Regions from separate parts of the Pan troglodytes genome. Here region 2 is linked to region 1. The links are chromatin contacts, called in public capture Hi-C maps. All regions are on one chromosome and are shown on one strand. The core of a region is the stretch at or near the end of the contact, and the rest is flanking DNA. Distances in the headings are between cores, read along the strand shown.

What was found. Capture Hi-C pulls out chosen DNA fragments and counts their contacts.
Region 2: a contact with region 1 is called in a capture Hi-C map of stem cell-derived neural stem cells, with 7 times the contacts expected there. The contact joins two enhancer-like sites. A contact is called at or near these places in 3 of 7 Hi-C or Micro-C datasets (blood, induced pluripotent stem cells and stem cell-derived neural progenitor cells) and 1 of 1 other capture datasets (stem cell-derived neural stem cells).

The regions. Positions count from the first base shown.
Region 1 is chr2:49,043,663-49,050,535 of NHGRI_mPanTro3-v2.0_pri, reverse strand. CLEC3B (C-type lectin domain family 3 member B) reads right to left here. Exons shown (of 2, transcript XM_009445339.4): 2 at 4,382-4,924. The coding sequence ends at 4,524. Among named protein-coding and RNA genes, the nearest start is that of CLEC3B, 11 kb to the right of the region's middle. Within about 2 kb of position 4,300, at least 7 of the 24 cell types and tissues checked have an H3K27ac peak or open chromatin away from gene starts, as enhancers often do. A contact at or near this core is called in stem cell-derived neural stem cells, where this site is marked.
Region 2 is chr2:49,509,532-49,516,404 of NHGRI_mPanTro3-v2.0_pri, reverse strand. LARS2 (leucyl-tRNA synthetase 2, mitochondrial) reads right to left here. Exons shown (of 22, transcript XM_001147749.8): 14 at 3,600-3,698. Among named protein-coding and RNA genes, the nearest start is that of LIMD1, 98 kb to the left of the region's middle. Within about 2 kb of position 3,369, at least 2 of the 24 cell types and tissues checked have an H3K27ac peak or open chromatin away from gene starts, as enhancers often do. A contact at or near this core is called in stem cell-derived neural stem cells, where this site is marked.

The DNA of each region.
Region 1 (6,873 bases), core at 3,051-5,550:
GAGGGGCTTTGGGGTCAGTGCAAACATTGTTAGTTTTGTTTTTATTAATATCTCCTTTTTATCTGTGCAAAGCCAAAATCAAAGGAAAAAGTGTCACCTGGGGGTCTAAGGCATTAGGGCCACACCAGCAGAGCAGTGTTTTCAGATGAGGCAAAGATGTGCATGTTTGCACATGGAAGAGAAGATCGCTTTCCATGGGCCAGCTCCAACCGAGGCCTGAACCAGCCTTTCTCTCCCATACAACTAGTGCTTATGCAGCAAAGGTCATGGTTTATGGTGGGTGGGAGAGACACGGGGGAGTTACGGAAACAGTAAGACTGTTATTTGCAATGGTTCAAGCAGGAGACTTGAGCCCCACAGCAATGGAATTGGAGGAGAGGGAACAGATCAGAGAGTTCTTTGGGAAGCAAAAATCATAGAGTCCTGGTAATTACTTGGATCTCAAGTGTCTCAAGACAGACACTAAGTCACCTTTGATGCCCCACAGGTTTGGCGTTTGGGTAACTGGGCAGGTGAGGATCTTCACAGAGATGGTAAACTCAGGAAGAGGAGCAGATTTGAGTGGAAAGACCCTGAGTTCCCTTTTGGACATGTTGACATAGGTGCCTAAGGGCTTCTAGGTGGTGGTGTCTACCAGGCATCTGAACGTGTACACATTTGGGATTCAAGAGATAGCAATGGCCAATAGTCACTGCAGAAAATGAGACAGTCAGTGAAGGGGATGAGCCTTGATGGGCAGAGGAAACAGCCACCATTTCCATTCTACAAAATAGCTTTCTTATCTGGAAAGGATTCTACAAAAACTTTCCTGAGAACAGTGGGTAGAATCTTGAACTCAGGAGTCTTAGAGATCATCTAATCCAAACTTCATTTTGCGGATGAAGAAACCGGGGGCCAAGATGCCCCACAGGCCTTCTCCAGGGTCCCACAGCCAGTACTGCCAGGACCAGCCTCAGGTCTCCCATGCACCCCTTTCTTCACACGGAGGGTCTCCATCTGTACTGCCTCCTTCCAGCTCTTCCTCCCCTTGGCTGGGATAGGCTGGGGTGAGGAAGGGTGAAGGAATGACCAGAAGGGAAAGGAGGAACAGGAACAGGCACAGCAGAGGTGGTGGAGTGAGGAGAAGAGAGCAAGACTCAGCCAGGTCTGTGCACATGGCTCCCACACACTAGTGAAGGCCAAGAGCTGACAGAAAGATCCTTCCCAGAAACCACCTCCTCCTGCTTGGCCATCCTCACAGATGCCGAGGGCAGCACTGTTCTCCAAGAAAGGGCTTAGGCCAGTGCCCCTGCAACTTAGTTTTCTAGCATTCCCCTAACACAATTACCATTAGCACAATTGATCAAATCATCACAGGTCTATGACATATTTTTATAAACACAATTAAACACTACTCTTAATCAGATGAATAGAGTTCTTAAAAATTGGCTCACATATCTAGCAGAATACAGCAGGATTCAGCATCAATAAGATTCCTATTTTTCACTTTTAGAGTTGTTAATGTTGAGAAACTTTGTTCAGGTAAGTAAGTTGGTGAGACTGAAAGGAGTTTTGTTATAGCAGTGTCACTTAGTACTTGAGCTTCTAAGGTAAAGGTCAAAAGTGTTCTGTCAGGAGGGAGAGCATTAGGACAAATACCTAAGGCATGCGGGGCTTAAAACCTAGATGATGGGTTGATAGGTGCAGCAAACCACCGTGGCACATGTATACCCATGCAACAGACCTACACATTCTGCACATGTAACCCAGAACTTAAAGTAAAATAAAATAAATTGTTAAAAAGAAAAAAGTGTTCTGTCATTGGAAATTACTTTGTATGGTCTATCAGCTGAGAACTTGATTAAGCTCATCTCGGAGGTTAAAGGCAAAGGATTAGAAACCACTAAGTTTGCAAAACAATTTTTCACATGGCCTTTTACTTAACACCTAAACCAAGATTTCAATTCGTCTTCTGTTTGGCATCCCCAAGGTTTTTTACACACCAGGCCACACCCCATGGTAAGAGCAGGAAGGGTGAAGAGCTGGCCTTTCTTTTGTAAAATGGAAAAGGGAGATTGCAAAACAGGAGGTGGGAAAGAAAGCCTGTTCCCCAGGCCTGCACCAAGGTAGCTCAATTCTAGTAAGGAGTAATACAAAAGAAAAGAGTAATAGAAACTGAGTCACTTAAAACGATCATTGTTTGTATAACCCCTGGGAAATTCTCCAAAGTGTGTACCTCTGAGGCAGGGCAGGGACTAGTGAGATGAGTGAGGCATTCACCTGGGGCACAAAATTTAAGGGGATACCAAAACTCAGTAAGCAAGAGAAATAATATTTGAATGCAAATTTTTTTTAAAATCAGAATTAATGTTCAAAAAATGGTGAAGAAAATGTCAAAATTTTAAGTAAAGACAAGATTGAAGGACAGGTATACTCAATTCGAAGTATGCAGATCTCAGCAGCCCAGATGTAAGCACATGGGTGGTAGATGAAAGATGGGTGATGGTACTCTTGCCCATACTGCCACCTGCTGCTGGAAGTGGAAAATGCCGACTGTCTTCCCAAAGAGTGTCACAGCAGTCGACCAGGTTCCACACTCACACGCAGAGGCATGAGTGCCCTCTTGTGGGCAGCCACCCAGTTCAGGAACTTTAAAAAAACCCTGTTCAGCCGTGCCTGGTGGCTCATGCCTGTAATCCCGGCACTTTGGGAGGCCGCGGCCGGCGGATCACAAGGTCAGGAGATAGAGACCATCCTGGCTAACACGGTGAAACCCCGTCTCTACTAAAAATACAAAAAATTAGCAGGGCGTGGTGGCAGGCGCCTGTAGTCCCAGCTACTCGGGAGGCTGAGGCAGGAGAATGGCGTGAACCCAGGAGGCGGAGCTTGCAGTGAGCCGAGATCGTGCCACTGCACTCTAGCCTGGGCGAGAGAGGGAGACTCCGTCTCAAAAAACAAAAAACAAAACAAAACAAAAAAACAGAACAAAACAAAACAAAACAAAACCCTGTTCACCTATATCCCGCTAGGAAGCTGAGTGGGGGATGAAAAGAATCCAAGCCTCGGAGTTACAAGATGTAGATTTCAGTCTAAGCTTTGCCTCTCGCTTGCTGAGGGGTCTGGAACATACCACATCACTCTTCTGAAGCAGTTTCTGGGCTTATGCCAATGGATCTCATCACCTCCTCCAACAATCGTTGAAATTGTTGAATTTCAAGAGGTGCTTTCTGTGATGATGAGGAACAGGCTGCCTGGCATGAAGTACGTACATAATTCTCTGTAAGCTGCCTCCCCCAACCACCCCATCTCCATCGATCAAATCAAACTATCATCCACTTATTATTACTGAAGGCGAGACACACTAGAAGACAACCAGAGAGAAACAGTTACTGCAGAAGCCCAGACAGTGGAGCACTGGCGGTGGCTGAAGGATAAGGAAGACTCCCCCAGGAGGGGTCACTACAGCCAGGCCCACGATGGCTGGGTGGGCCAGGTCAGGCCAAGAGCTGGCCAACAGCCTCTGAGGACCACTGGGCCACTTCTCTGATGTTTTATTTCAGTGACGTTCTGGCCACACGAAGCAAGCATTGCAGTGGTGGTGGAAAGGCCAAGGCCTTTGGAAACAGCCCTGGGTTAAATCCCGGCTCTGCTACTTACCAGCTTCAGGACCAGTGGAAGTCCCCAAACCTCCATGAGTTTCAACTCACTTTGCTTATTTTAAATGGTGATAATAGCACAGCTTGTCCTGGGTGGATCAGGTGAAATAAGACAACGTATTTAAAATGCCTGCGCCTGGACCCCTGAGCAGCTTTCTGTGAAGAGTGGGAAGGAAAAGGACGCACGGGTCGGGCAGTGCTGGCCGTCGTATTTGGCTCCTGGGATGTCCTGAGGAAGAAGGGGAATGCCCATCTCCCCTGTGGGCAGGCCCAGCTCCCCACTCCCCGCCGACCCCATAGCAAGACTCAGCACGTCAGTGCCTCCCAGAAATAGATCTACAGCAGGAGAGGTCAGCGGTGGGGGCATCCCCCTAGAAATGGGGCGGGGGGTGGGGGCGATGCTGGATTCCAGCAGATGGAAACGATTCTACAAAAAGAAGCCTGGAGCTTTGAATAGAGCTGTAACGTAAATAAAATATCGTGTCAGTGTTAGTTTCCTGGCTTTGGTAACTGTGCTGTGCTTAGCAGCAGACCGGGGCGTTTTCATCTCCCTATTCTTTCCCTCCTTCCTCTCCTCAGTCCTCCGCTCATTCCCACCCTCCTGTGGCATGAAGCGCGTGTGCTCAGCTCGCCCTCCTTCACCTCCTCCCTTCTCGCCTACTTCATCACGGAGGGAGCTTTCGAACCGGCTCCTGGGACCTCCTCCCCGCCCCGCGGACACAGCACAGACTGCAGCGCCTCTCCTCTCCGCGAAGCTGCACCGACTTTATTTGCAAAAAGAGGCTCCAAGCGCACGGAGGGGATGGGGGCTGCAAGGTCCCCACCCTCCTCCCGGCCTCCCGCGGCCCCTGCCCTCCTCCAGGCCCCCCACGGCCCCCGCCCCGCCGGCTACACGATCCCGAACTGGCAGATGTAGGGCAGCTGATCGCGGCAGCGCTTGTCGAACCACTTGCCGTTGGCCGCGCCTGACAGGACCGCGCAGTTCTCGGTCTTGCCGCCATCGGGTTGCGCGGTGATCTCAGTCTCCCAGTTCTTGTAGGCGATGCGGGCGCCGGTCATGTCCACCCAGGTGCCCTCGGCCGCCATGTCGTTGAGGCCCAGCCAGATCTCGGCCTCGTTGCCCACGCTCTGGCGCAGGTACTCATACAGGGCGTCGTTCTCCGAGCCAGTCTGAGGGGTGCCCAGTGTGCCCCCGCGCGAGATGCAGTCCTCGCTGGCCTCGTGGAAGGTCTTCGTCTGGGTGAAGGCCAGAAAGCATTTCATGTGCACCTTGGTCCCCTTCAGGCAGACTGGGAGTGGGGAGAAATGGCTGTCACCGAAGGTCCCCCTGTTCCCCAGGCAAAGAGCCAACCGCCCAGGCCAAGCCCACCGTCCTCCATCCCATCCCGTTTATCCCATCAGTCCTGACAGCCCCTTAGACCCAGGCAAAAGGGGTCCTGATGGTTCATGCACTTTGAGGACCTGGCTGTGGTGGCCACTGCCGTACAGATCCAGATCCCCACTCAGGAGGTCTTGGTGCTCCCGCGGCTGGGAGAAAAGGCAGCCCTTGTGCTACAGAAGCACCCAGCCCCAGCTGACACCCCTTCCCAGGCCTCCACCTCAGTCATTTCTGGCCTTTACCCACCCCATCTCCTTGGGTCACAGAGGCTGGCCTGGTGCCTGCACTGCAGCTCAGCTCTCCCTCTGCCCACTTCCTCTTCCCCCCGCCCCCACATGTGTGGCTCCTAGGGCTCACCCTAACAAATTAGCTCTGTCTCAGAGTCAGCTTCCCAGGGAGCCCAGCCACAGCCACCTGCTCTGGTTCTCCTTCCTCCATGCCCCTCCCTAAGATCAAGCAGCTTGCAGGGCCAGGGCACCTGCCCACCTACAGCCTAGGCCACACTTCATGTACCCAGGGCCCCAAATCCCTACCCAAACAGCCCAAGCAAGCTTCCAGGGCCTGCCAAGTGCCTTTTGCAGGGTCAGTTCTCCTGAGGGCTGGTAGGGTGGGGCTGAGAGGATAGAGCTGAGACTGCAAGAGAGAAGACAGGAAGTGCTGGGCACAGGCTGTGGTCAGAGGCCGGCGATCAGGCAAGGGACTCTGAGGTGTCCACAAATTCTCAGTTTGAGCCTGGCCCCAAAGGTTGTGATGAAGGCACATATTTGGTCAAGTTAGGAGGATAAAATCTATTTTTGTTTTGCAGTTTGCATTTTCAGCTTGATTTCTAGCTGAAATATCTAGACATACTCTGATTTCTCTTGAGATCATATAAATCGTTCACCTTTTACTAAAGATTTCTGTGGAAAGGAATATCTTGACAGACAGGTGTATGTTTGCATTTGTCCTCTTGCTGGTGACCCCACCACTTTGGGGGATGTCTGCACTCCCCTCTATCCATTCCCACTCAGTTACTTCCATTTCACTCAACAAATATCAATGGACAGCATCCCAGTGTCCCCATGGGCATCTGACACCACAACCGACTTTAAACATGGGGCCTGAAGCATTACAGAGGTGTCTACCCACAGACTCTGCCCCAAGTCAGCTGTCCTACCTCGTGCTATCCTGCAGCTTAGCCAAGCGGCCTTCATTGCCTTTCCTTCCTGCTGGTAACACTGACGTGCTACCTAGACTTTTGTTGGGGATGAAGGATTCACTGCCCTGGCTGCCAGGAATGCTGCAGGAAGAAAGTCCTCAGCTTTCAGCCTCCTGCAGGGACTGCCTCAGCAGAAGACAGCCATCTCTTCCAAGGCCGTGCCCCTCTCTAGAGCAGCCTACACCCAAGACTGACCCATAAGCCTTCTTGCCCCGACTCAGGACAGTGCTGAAGGGTCATCCCGTCATCAGGGCTCCCTGAAGTCAGCTGAGGCTTTCGTGGCACCACAGTACAGCTCGACTTCTCCCTCTGCCCACTCCTGCTTCCTTCCATCCCTTCCCTAGCACAGGGGTTGATCCTGAGGGTATCTCCTGATAAGTCTCCTGTGGGTTAAACTCCATCTCAGAGTTGCTTCCCAGGACCCTCACCTGAACCTCCCTCCAACACATAGGTAGTCCTCAGTCAATGCTACTTCTCGTGATACTATCATTGCTGCCAACATTTTGTTGCTCTGGTCTGTCTATTCATGATCCTGTTGATTTATGCTAGTCCTCCACACCTCTGCTCCTGCCCTGCCATCTGCTTGGAATCAACCCTCTTTATCTTCTCTGATTCCTACACAGCTTTCAAGGGCTCAAGTGATTCCATGAATATATTGAGGT
Region 2 (6,873 bases), core at 2,120-4,619, 470 kb before region 1:
CAAAAATATATATATGAGAAAAGCTTATATAATAAAAAAGAAAAAAGTCAGGTAAGTGTTAATTTATGAAATTATAAAAATGGTTACAGAAGATATTACTGACATATTTCAACAAAAGCAATTTGCATAAAAAATGAGGACAAGAGGAAAACATACCAGCAAAAAAAGGCATCTTGCTACAATGCACCTTGAATATCTAGATTCACTTTAATTTTTATTATTATGATTACACAATTGAGATGTCAGAGTTCCTACCAATAGAGGGCAATGTGGTATTTACAATGAAGATTAACATGCAGATACTAAATGTTTATTTATTATTTTCACATTAAAAAACTTTTTTTTCTTTATTAAAGATAGGGTCTTGCTTGGTCACCCACGCTGGAGCGCAGTGGCACAATCATAGTTCACTGCAGCCTCCAACTCCTGGGCTCAAGCGATCTTCCAGCCTCAACCTCCCAAGTATCTAGGACTACAGACACACACCACTATGCCCAGCTAATTTTTTCTTTTTTTTTTTTTTTTTTTCTTTTTGAGACGGAGTCTCGCTCTGTCACCCAGGCTGGGTTGCAGGGGCGTGATCTCGGCTCACTGCAACCTCCACCTCCAGGGTTCAAGCTATTCTTGTGCCTCAGCCTCCTGAGTAGCTGGGATTACAGGTGCCTGCCACCACACCAAGCTAATTTTTATATTTTTAGTAGAGATGGGGTTTTGCCATGTTGGCCAGGCTGGTCTTGAACTTCTGACCTCAGGTGATCTGCCTAACTCGGCCTCCCAAAGTGCTGGGACTACAGGTGTGAGCCACTGCACCTGGCCATCAGTTAATTTTTTTAAAACATTTTTTGTGGAGACGAGGTCTTGCTACGTTCAGCCCAGCTGGTCTTGAACTCCTGGCCTCAAGTGATATTCCTGCCTCGGCCTCCCCAAGTTATGGGATTACACATGTGAGCCACTGTGCCCCAGCTGTAAATGTTTATTTTAAAATAGAAATTTGATTTTATTTTTTAAAGCAGTCTGAAAATATACTCAGCAAGAGACTGTATATTGCTTACTGAATGCGATGCAGCATATTTAAGGTGAATTGTCATATAATAGCCCAATAACTCTCACCTAACAGATACTAATAGAAAGACTTTCTCATACTCTTGGGTCCTAATGGACACTGGAGAGGAAAGGAAATGTCATTTCCATTTTCTGGCTGGGACCTTCGGTGGGAGGCGCAGCACTGGCTGGCGACAGACCTCTGTGTTGCCAAGGTAATGCCATCCCTTGAGGTCAGCCAATCAAGCAAACCTTTGCCTTTGGAGGACTTCGAATATTTGTGAATTGGTTCCCTGACACCTCAAGCCACCTTTTTCCCCAGGATAGACTTGGCTGGCTTCAGCTTTGAGGCTAGAAAAAAGAGCCTGGCTACCACCACATATATGCATCTTAATATAGTTTGGTGTTCTCCAGTCACTGTACCAGAATTCTGATAAAATTTTTAAAAAACACTTTTTTTCTTCGTGAAAAATAGTTCCCTAAAGAAATTCAACTGCCAATCCAGGCGACAGAAAAGAAAGGAAAGTGAAGGATGGTATTTGGCCGGAAAACAAGTTTGGGATATATTAAGGAGTGAAATGTTGAAAGTAGCTACAGCTCAGATTTATGATCCACTCAGGAAACCACCCCAGGAAGAACTCGCGCTGGGGCTGAAGCTAACTACAGCGTGTCATGAGGGAAATGAAGTGCTCACTGCTGTTCACAAACTGGGGGCTGTGACGGTCTCAGGATGTCTCTCCCGCCACGGTAACTTGAGGTCTCTCTCATCTGTGTGAAGGCTTTCCTTTGAAGCACTCTGAGAAAGGAAAGAGCCTGACCTCACTTGCATTCTAAGCCAGTTGTTACTACATGAAATGCACCAATGGCCCCTTATAGAGGGAAGGCCCTGAAGGGGAGCCCCTCTGTGGGCCAGAGAAGGCCATGCTGGTGGTTCCCAGCCACAGTCGTCGCCTTGCACCCTTCCTGCCCTTGCAGGGTGTCTTTCACTCAGGATCCCCCTCATTTCTTTTTTTTCTCTTTTTTTTTTGAGAGGAAGTCTCACTTTGTTGCCCAGGCTGGAGTGCAGTGGCGCGAGCTCAGCTCACTGCAACCTCTGCCTCCCGGGTTCAAGCGATTCTCCTGTCTCAGACTCCTGAGTAGCTGGGATTACAGGTGCGTGCCACCGTGTCCAGCTAATTTTTGTATTTTTGGTAGAGTTGGGGTTTTGCCATGTTAGTCAGGCCGGTCTCCAACTCCTGACCTCAGGTGATCAGCCTGCCTCGGCCTCCCAAAGCGCTGGAATTACAGGCGTGAGCCACCATGCCTGACAAGGATCCCCCTTATATCTGATATGAACTCAAATTACAGAATCACAACACTGCAGGTTGAAATTCTGGCAGGGTGAGGGCAGGAGTATCTGTCTCACTAGAAAGATATTATTTTAGAACCACGAAGAATAGGGAGGCATATTTTATATGTAGGCAACGGGGTTCCAGAATGTTTCTGCCATGGACAAGAGCAATTAGGCAAGGCCCTTTTAAGCACAATGCTGTGTTTTTTCCTGGGCTCTGGAAGAGTTTCTTTCGGTTCTCATTCTCTCTCTTTATAAGGCTACCTACTGCTCTCTTTTCCTTAATTTGTTTCTTTTTTTTTGGGGGGGGGGGGGCGGGGTTCAAATAAACACATGAATACAGCTTAAAAATCAAAATGGTACTGAAAGATTTACAATGAAAAACAGTGGTCTCCAGCCCCAATTCTTTCCTTGCCTCAGGGCTGTCTCTTAGCCACTTTTAATTCTTTTGGTTGTTTCTCCCAGCAATTATTGAAAAAAAAAAACATGTTTATACTCTTTATTGATTTATCAATTTAGGAAATGATCTACTATGTGGTAAGAGGTGAGGCTTCTTAGCTGTCTCACCCTCCCTACCTGCTACCTTCTCTGTAGAGTTACATTATTCTTTTCAGTTAAATAAATAACATTACATCTTTACAATCATACAAATGCAGTTCACTGCAAGGAGGGTATCACAGTAGCATTTCCTTCTTTTTCCGTTTTGTATTTGTGTTGTACTTGGGATTTACTTGGCTGTGAATAATCTAACTTAATGATGTAGCACTCTCCCTTTAAGAGAGCCTGTTCCGAGGTGCACAGTTGACTGACAGCTTCCAGCTGCTGCATCTGTGGACCCACTCTGGTGTGTTCCTGCCAGCCCATGTTGCTCTCCCAGGCTGCTCCCAGGAGAGGGGCTGGAGCAGAGCCATTTTAGCCTGACTATAAGACTCTAATGGACAAGCTTTGCTTGGGCCTTCCCACTGGCCAGGTCGAGGCTTTCTCAGAGTTGTGCTGTGGGCTGAGGCTCCTCCACCTGATCCTCCTTCCTTTCCCTTCTCCTTTCACACCTGTCACAGCTCCATCGTGGTCTAAGAGCACTCTCTGCCCACTCCTCCTCTTCTCCCCTTTAATCTGCACAGGCATTTCCCTCCAAGAAATCTCTTGCATGTCTAATTCCATCTTGGTCTTTGCTTCTAGGAGGAGCCACACTGACAAATGCTCAAAGACATCAGCAGGGACGTTTTACCTGTGTGGATTATGAGGGTCAGTGTATCTGAAGTAGTACCAAGCAGAATCAACAAAGGTATCCATCGTGTCTGTCTCTCTCTTGGCTGCTCCCTTGCACCTAAGAAAGAAATGAAATTCATCAATTGGTTTCTTTTTAAATTTTAATGCAGTTTTCCATCAGCTTTTGAGAGAGCTATAAGTATGAATTGAAAATGTCATAAGAATAAAGCCACAGGCTGGTTGTGGTGGCTCACGCTTGTAATCCCAGCACTTTGGGAGGCTGAGGTGGGTGGATCATGAGGTCAAAAGATCGAGACCATACTGGCCAACATGGTGAAACCCCATCTCTACTAAAAATACGAAAAATTAGCTGGGTGTCGTGGCGTGTGCCTGTAGTCCCAGCTACTTGGGAGGCTGAGGTAGGAGAATGGCTTGAACCCGGGAGGTGGAGGTTGCAGTGAGCCAAGATCGTGCCATTGCACTCCACCCTGGTGACACAGCAAGACTCTGTCTCAAAAAAAAAAAAAAGAATAAAGCCACATATGAAAAGACAATTCAGGGAAAGCTCTCTTTTTATATTGTATAGTATGTGATGTTTTAAAGAAATTTATTTACAAATAAAAGTTTCAATTTTCAACAATTAAAAGCCTTATTTTCCACTTCTCTGAATTTAACCTGGTAGAAAGCCTCACCATCCAAAAGGACAAGACAGGATTAGGTATCTCTTTTGTGCCTTAACTTCTGTTCCAGGCATGTCAAGATTGCCTTCGCCAATGCCTACTTTATGATGCTTATGAAGCCAATCAATGCATGAAGACAAATGAGAACCAAATATAGGGAGATGTGTGGAAAATCAACTTGGATTTTTCTTCTACTTCTGTTCTGGGGTGACAGGTGCAGAAATCTACCAGGATGACTCGAGGAAGACAAACCAACTTGGAAGCCCCAAAGGCAATGGTTGCTCCAGCTCATGCCAGCCTGTAAGAATCAATTGGGGCATCTCTTCACAACACTGTGACAAAAGATGGCAAGTTGGTAGCTTGAAACTGGCCCTGATGGGAGTATGTACATCACGGAAATTGGCAAATGCTAGAAATCAGGACCCCCCTCCAAAGCTAATTACATATCTACCACCAGACCACTGCCTAAAGGTAGGTTCCTTATGGAAGAGTGAAGAAAGCCCTGGTGTTCAAGACAGAGAATAAAGTGAGATCCTTGATATGTGAAGGGTTGCATAGAAAAAGGAATCCCTGTCCTAGGGACAGACATGTCCAGCAGGACCAAGGTCTCACAAGGGCCCAAGTGTTACACTCATTATTTTTATTTTGAGATGGAGTCTGGCTCTGTCACCTGGGCTGGAGTGCAGTGGCTCGATCTCAGCTCACTGCAACCTCTGCCTCCTGGGCTCAAGCAATTCTCCTGCCTCAGCCTCCTCAGTAACTGGGATTACAGGCGCATGCCATGATGCCCGGCTAATTTTTGTATTTTTAGTAGAGATAGGGTTTCACCATGTTGGCCAGGCTGGTCTCGAACTCTTGACCTCAAGTGATCCGCCTGCCTCAGCCTCCCAAAGTGCTGGGATCACAGGCATGAGCCATCATGCCCAGCTGCTACACTCATTCTTAAGAATATTCCTAGAGTTGTGGGCCTGTGGGACTGAAGGAACCAGGTGCCAAAAGCCACACTACCTAGGAACTCAAAAGAAGGTGCCCTTAGTCAAGCCTAGCACAGGACGGGGATTAGCTGCCTTGGAGACTCCTCAAGGCCTGGATCAGCAGAGAATCAGCACCTTCTGTCTGATGGGTAGGACCAGCTATCAACAGGGCCTTCTGTGGCAGTGGGAAGCCATAGCAGGCTCTCCCTTCTAAGGCATGGATGTGAAGCTCATCACCCCTCCAAATATTGCGCTTTGGGCAGTGTAAGTCTTTGGGTGTTATTGGAGAATTTGGGGAGAAGGGATGAGGAATCCCAGGAGGAACTGATAAATCTTCTGCTAATTTAGCATGTATGGGCTTGAGTGTATTTTTAATTTAAGAATAAAAGAAGGGTTGTATTTCTGTCTTCCATTTGTGAAGTAGTTCATACCAGCTTTACAAATATTACCCAAGGAAATGGCCAGTCCCCCACATAGTCCTCCAGCTCCCTCGTCAGCTGGTTAAATGCAGTGGCTGAGCAGAGAGCATGGGCGCCCTAGATCTGGCAGGGCTTTGGGACCCCCTGCATTTTAATCAGGGGACCTCCCAATGAGAACAGTGGTGGTCTCTAAGAGTAGAAGCTTTTCAGAGAGAGCCCTCGGGGAATCCAGCTTCCTACCACCCAGGGCTGCTCTAAGAAGCTGATCTCAACAGTGCGCCTCTAAATTAAAGCCAGGTCTTTTTATTTGGAGAGCAATCAACCAGAACACAGACACTATTTTGGGAAATAATTAGAAAATAAAGATTACTTCGTCTTCCTCACTTACCTTGTGCAAGTGAGGTCCAAGTGAGGGAGAAAATGCGGGCTCAATTTATAAAAGGAATAACAGCTGGCTAACATTTGCCATGCTGATTTCCTTTTTAATGGTCTTGTTGGACTTGAAGGCAACTAACATGTTTTATTGCTGATACTAAAAACTAGATGATAAGGAAGAAGCTACGTGGCAAGCAGGAGGGATAGAAGTGATAGATAATGGTGATAATGTTATCAGGATTAGCTCCAATAGTAATGATAATAATACTGGGTAGTAGGAACTGAGCCAAGTACTGCAGAAGTATTATCTCATTTAATCCCCAGTAGTCCTGGGGATTATGAGACCGATACTGCTCATATCCCCATTTTTCAGATGAGTAACTAGGATTCAGAGAGGTTAAGAAACTTGTCCAAGGTCTTGTAGTTCAAGGGTAAGGAATCCACATCTGGTGGGCTCTGGTGCCTGTAGTCTGTACCACTGGGCTGCCTTGCTCGGCCACACTGGCTCAGTAGCTCTCAGCCTTGGATGCTCATTAAGATCATCCAGGGGCTGGGCGTGGTGGCACATGCCTGTAATCCCAGCACTTTGGGAGGCCTAGGCGGGCAGAACACGAGGTCAGGAGATGGAGATCATCCTGGCTAACATGGTGAAACCCCATCTCTACTAAAAATACAAAAAATTAGCCGGGCTTGGTGGCGGGCACCTGTAGTCCCAGCTACTCGGGAGGCTGAGGCAGGATAATGGTGTGAACCCGGGAGGTGGAGCTGGCAGTGAGCCGAGATTGCGCCACCGCACTCCAGCCTGGGCGACAGAGCGAGACTCCATCTCAAAAAAAAAAAAGATC